2 separate regions of the Zea mays genome follow, and region 1 is linked to region 2. Evidence: chromatin contacts called from public Hi-C data. All regions are on one chromosome and are shown on one strand. Each heading gives the region's core, a stretch centred on a gene start, on an enhancer-like site or on the middle of the called end of the contact. The rest is flanking DNA. Distances are from core to core; before and after follow the strand shown.

Evidence for each region. Hi-C and Micro-C count contacts between places; a contact is called where the count stands out from the background.
Region 1: a contact with region 2 is called in a Hi-C map of ear, with 1.9 times the contacts expected there. The contact joins the promoter of LOC100282098 here to the enhancer-like site in region 2. A contact is called at or near these places in 6 of 25 Hi-C or Micro-C datasets (ear, endosperm, leaf and 1 more) and 1 of 3 datasets of contacts at active chromatin or transcription factors (leaf).

What each region holds. Positions count from the first base shown.
Region 1 is chr5:162,638,213-162,642,351 of Zm-B73-REFERENCE-NAM-5.0, forward strand. It overlaps LOC100282098, which reads left to right and starts at 1,388. Exons shown (of 13, transcript NM_001155011.1): 1 at 1,388-1,599; 2 at 1,772-1,997; 3 at 2,346-2,401; 4 at 2,857-2,959; 5 at 3,047-3,112; 6 at 3,375-3,488; 7 at 3,665-3,791. The coding sequence starts at 1,463. It also overlaps the pseudogene LOC103628625.
Region 2 is chr5:162,527,524-162,531,826 of Zm-B73-REFERENCE-NAM-5.0, forward strand. No RefSeq gene overlaps it. Among protein-coding and RNA genes, the nearest start is that of LOC100193762, 14 kb to the left of the region's middle. Within about 2 kb of position 2,143, at least 16 of the 20 cell types and tissues checked have an H3K27ac peak or open chromatin away from gene starts, as enhancers often do. A contact at or near this core is called in ear, endosperm, leaf and 1 more, where this site is marked.

The DNA of each region.
Region 1 (4,139 bases), core at 138-2,637, 110 kb after region 2:
CATTTAATTAAATCAGCGTAACGACGCCCGACACAGGCTAGATGCACGCGGGTCACAACTATGGCACATGCACGTCATGCCGGCCTGCTAACTATGTCGGGCCAGCCCATTAGCCCGTCGACCCATTTAATTAAATCAGCGTAAAATGTTAAAAAAATGGTCAGGAGGTGAGATTCGAACCCATACCCTGATGGAAGAAGGGTGGGAGACACTAAGTGAAACTGTCTAACCAGTAGAACATCACGTTAACATGTTTTTAATATTGAATATAAATTGTATATAGATATATATGTTTTTTTTTGTAAAATGAAAAAATAATCGTGTCGGGCCGGGCCAGCACTACGGGCCGAGGCTACAGCCCAAGCACGACACGACGTTCTTTGCTCTTGCAAGCATTATGTCGTTTCTGAGACCATATTGGAGCAATGGACTACATGGTGTTTGAGGTTGCTGAATTGGATGGAGCAGCAATGATTTGTCACACTAACAGCAAAATAAAAGGTTATTTGTTGGTTTTAAACGTTAGTAATTGCTACGAAGTAGCATAATTTATATGGAGCGCATCCAGTTTTTATTGATGCCTGACTTTAGCAATCACTCCATATTTTGATCTATCTTTTTTATAAGTTTGACTTCATGGAACTTATTTTAGAAACTTGATCTCACAAACTTTCTTTTATTTGGTCTTTGTATGATAAAATTATGTTATTTTATAATCTATGTTCATTCAGTCAATCGTTGTGAACTCTCTTCTAACTTCATTGGTCGTGTTGTACCAAGACATATTTGCATGTAGTAAACAATAACATCAGTTAGCCAAATCAAAAAATATATTATACAGATAGCGGAGACAATCAATAAAAAATCTTGAATATTTTTGATATATAGTTTACGTGGGTATTGTTGTAAGCCGTCGCAACGCACGGGCAACTGACTAGTAGAGTATAAAACACAAGAAACACATGTTTTTGTTGGTTATGTGTGTGTAAATAAATGTTTAGAGCTAATAAATATGATTTAAATCCTAAAATGCATATTTTTAGGATATTTTTATCATTTAAACATAATATATTGTTATAGGCCCGTCGGGCCGTGGGCTGGCCCGGCACGATTATTAATCTAGTGGGCTGAGCTTGGACCTCACTTGAGGCCCGTGGGCCTGCACGGCATGGCCCGCTAGCTAATTCGGGCCGGGTTGGCACGGTCCTAACCGTGCCGAGCCTAGCCGTGCTCGGGCCGGATTGACACGGCCCGCCTGTTTGGACACATGTAATCCTACCCGCTCCGCGCTGGCGCACGTGAGCGGCATGCCGTCTCAGATCGGGATCGGCAACACCCACTCCGTCACTCCCCTACAAAGATGTTTTCTCAGTCAAGTCGCCTCCCCCTACTGTAGGCCGCTGCTGCTCCTCTCCTCCCATCTCACCACACACCGCAGCCCCAGCAAGATCGCGCGGAGGCCATGGCGAAGCCCAAGCCTTCCTCCGCCGGCGCCAAGCCGACCGCGGCTGCGCCACCGGTTACAGTGCACTCGGCGCTGGTCACCTACACCTCCATGCTCGCGCTCCTCTCCCTCTGCCCGCCCTTCGTCATCCTCCTGTGAGTGCCCCCCCCCCCCCCCTGCTCCTTTCAAATTTGCAATCGCAGAAACGTTCCTGAACCGCCGCTCGGATCGACCACGAGTCTCGTCTCGGCGCCCCCTAACAATTTCTCTGGAGGGTGAGGACAAATTCGGCTGTTTCGTTGTGTTGATTTTCTCGGCGCCGTGCAGGTGGTACACGATGGTGCACGCGGACGGATCGGTGGTGCGGACTTACGAGCACCTCAGGGATCACGGCGTGCTCGAGGGGCTCAAGGCCATCTGGCCCATGCCCACCCTCGTCGCGTGGAAGATCATCTTCGGCTTCGGGCTCTTCGAGGCCGTCCTACAGCTGCTGCTCCCTGGGAAGCGCTTCGAAGGGCCCATCTCGCCTGCCGGGAACGTGCCGGTCTACAAGGTCTGTGCTGTCACTCCTGGTGTCCGACTCGTGTGAACTTCGTCCCTCCTCTGAGATCGTACTGTTCAATATTGTCCGATTCGTGTCTGTTGTACCTTATATTCGTGCTTTGGTATCTTAATTACTACTAAATACAACAACATTATGTGACTATTGCCTGATTACCTGCTGTGCTGGACTGCTGGTGCACTAGCATGTTTAACTTTTATTGTTGTTCATTGTTATGCTCAATGTATATTTTGTGGTTCATTGGATTTACTGTTCAAAGAAGGCCATGTGTTTAGCACTACTAGCTTTTGCCTTATAGCCTACATTTTATTTAAATATTCCTCTCTTCTTTGTTGTCAGGCAAATGGCTTACAAGCATATGCAGTGACCTTGATAACTTACCTTGGTTTGTGGTGGTAAGGCTATCCTTTTTCATTAGTCAGCCTGCTGTTCGTGTAATTTTAGCTTGGTTCCATTTCTCTTCCCTTTCAAGAGATGTTGAAGGGCATGCATGAAATGAATAAATGTTGGCATTCTATGATTTACCTGCCATCAGCACTCTGTCACACATCTTGGCTATTCATCAATCTTGTAAATAGAGCAAAATAAGGTTCTGGGACCTTTGATCTTCTGGTCATCAAACTGATAATCCTTGTATGTGTGCTTTTAGTTTTTCTATCTTTTTTATAGTCTCAGTTCCTCTTGCATTTCTATGTATCCTTTTGTTATTATAAGCATAGGAACTAATCTAGTTTACTTTATCCCTCCAATTTCTTTTCCAAATTGGTGTGTTGACCCTCCTAAATTGTGTCTGCCGATGTGTCATTTGTTCACAATTAAACCGGCTAACATGAAGAAAGTTCTGTGTCAGGTTCGGTATATTTAACCCTGCAATAGTGTATGATCACTTGGGGGAGATATACTCTGCTCTTGTTTTTGGAAGCTTTGTGTTCTGTATTTTTCTCTACATAAAGGTGAGCTTTGTTAAAAAACAGCTTTGCTTCCCTGAATCATTAGGTACTAGATGTTTCATCTCATTAACATTTTCTTTTCCTTTCTAGGGCCATGTATTTCCATCTTCATCTGACTCTGGATCCTCTGGGAATGTGATAATTGACTTCTACTGGGTAAGCGTTGATAAGTATACACTATATCTGACATTGATAACAAAGTATCTTTGGTGGTCCATGCTTATACAACAACAAAGCCTTTTAGACTCAGGCAAGTTGGGTAGGCTAGAGTTGAAACCTAACAGAAGCCACATACCAAGGTCCAGGCTTGTGGACAGCTATTTTCCATACGCTCCTATTCAAGGCTAAATCTTTGAGTATATTCCATCCTAAGTCTCTGTTTACTACCTCTTCCCATGTATGACACTCAATTTTCCAGGGTATGGAGCTGTACCCTCGGATTGGCAAGTACTTTGATATCAAAGTATTCACCAACTGTCGTTTCGGTATGATGTCCTGGGCTGTTCTTGCCGTAACCTATTGCATAAAGCAGGTCAGAATATTGTAATATCTTCTCTTATGTTAGTTTCACTATTTTTTGTGTTGTTACTCATTGATGTGATGGTGCCGCGGTGGTGTATTACCATGCCAATTTAAAGATGGAAAGTCCATCATATGAGGCAGTTATCCTCTGGACTTACAGTTGTTCCTTGGACACTTTCTGTGCAGTATGAAATGAATGGCAGAGTTGCTGATTCTATGCTTGTGAATACTGCACTTATGTTGATCTATATCACTAAGTTCTTTTGGTGGGAATCTGGATATTGGTGTACTATGGACATTGCTCATGATAGAGGTACACAACTCTATTGCAGGTCTAAGTGAAATAATTTTCTTGCTAAAGGGCATGCAAACCAAATGATCATTTTCTCTACTAGCTATGATTTTTATGTAAATTCTGCACACATGTTCAATTTGTTTCATTTTGAGAAATTTTGTTATTAAAATCAAGTGATATTTCATTTGAAAAGTGTTATCTTCATGTGCGGAAGTACTCACGTGATATAATTGGTCCACTGTTGTCACAAAATATTTTGCACACATGTTCAATTTGTTTCATTTTGAGAAATTTTGTTATTAAAATCAAGTGATATTTCATTTGAAAAGTGTTATCTTCGTGTGCGGAAGTACTCACGTGATATAA
Region 2 (4,303 bases), core at 893-3,392:
GCAGTTTGCTCTTAATTATTTTTACTGCAGAGAAGGCTCTTCCTTCTGATGCTCTAGAAACCGGTAGGCGGCAGTAATAAGTTCAACTCGATAAATTTGTAAACTAAAGGAAAAACCCATGTCCTTTTGGGTTTCGATCACTTTGCGGCTAAACTTTCATACCCATACAACAAGAAACGTAGGATGTTTTCTGACATGAAGATTAAAAGTTTTTAGTTGACTTCTTGTTACTTCACACTCACCATCCAAGAAATCATCATCACAAACTCTAGCAAGTCGAGCAAGCTTGTTTGCGCCAAATTTAGATAACATTATTTTTTTATTGAGACATGATAAGCAAAAACAACAGATCTCCGCTTGCTTTTACCAAACCGACAATTCGTCTTTACACAAATTTTAGCAACCGCAACATAGAAAATCTTAGTTCGATAATGATGAATGTTAGTAATAGTAAACTCTTCACGCCACGATATATCTCTGACCAGTGTTTCATCATATATATATCCAACACACTAGAATAGACTTGTCATTACAAAACTATTGCATCTCATCGAAGCAGTTAGACCTTAGGGCATGTACAGTGGTGTTTAATGTGGAGGCTCTTAAGGTGTTTAAGGGGGTTATTTGCAAAAAAAATCTTAGAGCCGTCTCTCCGTGAAGAGACGCCTCTGGCTCGTAAACCAAGTAGCAACAGACGCCTCACTTCCCACTGTACGAATTTGTCGTCTGTTCTATCGATCTGATGCTATACAAATACATTTAATTCTGTATTTATTAATAGACTACGTTTATAGACACTCCATTGTACAATAGAGTCTCTTAGTTGTCTCCTGTGCTTGGAGAACCGTTTTAGTGTCTCTCCACTGTACATGCCCTTATGTTAAGGTTCCTTCACCATTTATGTCAGGTTCGGTTGCATCCGGATCGAAGAGAATTGAGAGGTATTAATTCCTCTTCTATGCAATTTTGATTTTGACTAGTAGAGAATTTAATCCTCTTCGATATCCTAACTAAATAAGCCCTTGTAGGGATCACAACGCGTCACATTTTTTTAGGACATTCTACCATAAAAAGATATTGCATAAGTGTAATTATGTTCTTATTAATAAATTTTAAAGTTAAACATAATCTATAAAATGACTTAAGATTTATAACCCAAAATATAGGTGTTAAAAATATGTTGTGATAAATTTAACAATCCTTATTTAATATAAAAATATTGATTCTTACTAAATTTAGGGTAAACTAATTTTTTTAATAAACATAGTGAAACTCAAAGTGATTTATTTTTTGGGTAGCTAGTCTTGCCCGGTAACCGTATGACTAGAATTATACTACCTACGTTCACAAATATATGACACCGTTAATGTTTTTTCGAAAACTTTAACCACTCATCTTATTCAAAATATTTATTCAAAAAATTAAAATTTTAAGTCGAGTACAAACTATCTTAAGTGATAAAATAAATCAAAAAATAATAATTTATTATTATTTAAATAAGACGAATGATTAAATTTTTTTTAAAAAAAAATCAACGGGTGTAATATATTTATAAACGGAGTGAGTAATTACTATCGGTATAGCTGTATGCCCGTATAAGTTCACTCGGCAATGGGTCTGTTTGGTTCAGCCTTTTTTTGACCAGCTTTTCTGAAAATCTGGCTGTGGGAAGAATCTGAGTATCATTACGATTACATGTGAAGGAAGATAAAGTTGTTCATAGGGCTTAAGATTTAAAAAGTGACAGATTTCTACTATTACAACGACTCAACCGATTATGTGTTTATGTTGATTTCGGATGGTTTTTGCCCCCAACGAATTTTATAGAAGCTGACTGAAAAACTAAGCGTTTGACAGTCCGCAGCAGTTTTTGGTGGCCAGAAGCTGCCAGAAGACCAAACAAACAGGGCCAATGTGTGACAGCGAAAAGAGAATCGCGGCTTCCAACGCAAACAAAAAAGAGCGCAGGCAGTGGGGATAGCAAATTTCCTTTCTCTTTGTTTCTTTTGTCATCTGCCGTCTGTCAGTCTTTCACGCCTCCTGTTGCCTACCCTTTTCTTGTTTGTTTGCGAGAGAGCAGGCACGCTGGGAAAGCCAAAGAAAAGACCGTTGGAATTTTGGAGCGCTGCGGTGGCAGTGGCTGCCCATACCGACTGACTGACTCACTGACTGACTGACTGTAACGGGGCTGTATATCTACCCGGTACGCACTGCCATTATCATTCTCCATTTCCGTAAAACTACTATATTAAAAATAGACAAGATAATTTTATTCTCCTAACCGTTTTCTAATAGCCTTTTTTATTTTGTTTATAGTCACTAAAACTAGAGATGGCAATGGCCACTGATCAGCGATTCTCCGTGGACAATTCCTTCAGTAGGGCTATTTTGGAGCCACAAAAGCGAAAGATTCTGTCACTTAACTAATTTTACCCTCTCTAATGATCCGCGGAAGGGCAGATTAGGGATGACATCAGATAAGACATCAGCAATGGAAGCCTTCTTATTTCTGACGATGTTAAAAAGATTTGGACATTATTGCTCTTTATTTAAGGGAGTGGGTTAGCAATGGAACAGTGGATGTGAATCATGTGAGTTCCGAAGAACAGCTGGCTAACATCCGGACGAAACCATTGGGCCGGATTCGGTTTGCAGAGCTGAGGAGGCAGCTAGGCGTCATCAGGATTGATGATTGACAAGATTAAGGGGGTGCGTGAATGTTGAATAAAGCATCGTAGCGTCCATGTGAATCATGTCAAGTAGCGTGTCACCATGCATGTTAGGTGCATTAGTGTGCTAGTTATCTGTTCAGCATATTTTGTAATAGCGCGTAGATTCAGGGGTGTGCAGAAGATTGCACCTTGCGCACGCCGTGACCGCGTCAATAGGGCCTCATCCCCGTTGTGGGCTTGCAGTCTTGCACGCAGTGCATGTCGCACGAGTAGCGGTAAAAGCTCACATCGTGCAGCTGCAAGACATGGCGGGGGAATCGGATCGGATCTCAGGCCAGAAATGCATATGAAAAGGTTGCGCGTATTACCTCCTCTCCGTGGTGATCGCGCTCCAGCGTTCCTGCGCCACCTCGCACCACCAGTCTATCGCATCGCCGGCCGTCGCGTTCTTGCGCCAACAGGGACTTCCCAGACCCAGTGGTCCGCCACGCCACGCGGATATCAACAGGGACTTCCCAGACCCAGTGGTCACCGTCATGGAGAGGCGCCGCCGCCGGAGGCTAGCTCAACGACACGCTCTACGCCCTCCGCAGCGTCGTCCCAAACATCACGTACGACGGTCACCAAGCCATCACAGCCATACAGTACAGCGAGCTGGATCGCTCGATCGTTTCGCCTGTTCATGCAAGCTAGCTTCTCTGTGGCGGAACTGAATGAATGAGCTGCAGATGGACAAGGCGTCCATCAACAAGGACGGGACGCCATCGAGTACGTCCTACACCTGCAGCAAGCTGGAGCGGCAGCTGCTGGCCGAGAGGTAGCCCTCCTCGACGCTTGTATGTGCTTACTGTTGGATTTATGGTCCATTAGAGAAATTCAATTAAATCCTAGAAAATCTCAATGTCCATGAGGATGGTGGAACCAATAGTAAGTACCACATTGCTTGTTTAAGTGGAGCGGGAATAATTTATATATGTGGAGGCTTTCCTCTTACTCCAAATCATGGTTGAGAAAAGAGATGACGGAGTACCACACATGTGGGGTACAATTTCTTTTTCCTTTTTTTATTTTATTTTTTGTTGCTTGGTTGTATCCGTTCACAACTAGATCGTGACATGAGTCCTTATCGTGTCATGAATAGATTGTGACGCGAGTCCCTATCGGTTCGTGAGATGTGGAGGTGATTCTATACATTGCGCTTAACAACCGCCACCAAAGATATCCCCATACACGAGTTGGGTTTTGCCTCAGCTTACTGATCGCGCAACCGCTGTAGTCTTGACCCAAGCGTCGACATGCATCTACAATCTAGACATCAGGTCTACAGAACCCATCACCTTTGAGATCCTGCACCGAGAGAGGGTAAATAAGGTTTTTGGGAACTTTACACGACCGATCTCTTTCTTCTCAACGACTAATAGTGGCGGAGCTAGCCAACTATGGAAACCTAGGCACCTCCTCCGCACCACAGATGGCGCCTGCCTCCCCCTCTTCTTCCTTCCTCCATCCCCTCGCGTGCCACTTCCTCCCCTCAGCCTCGCCACTCGAACACGATCGTAGTTCCTCTCCTCATCGAACGAAGAAAATAGCACAGGAGGAGCGCAACCATGTGAGTGTTGCGGCATATGGAG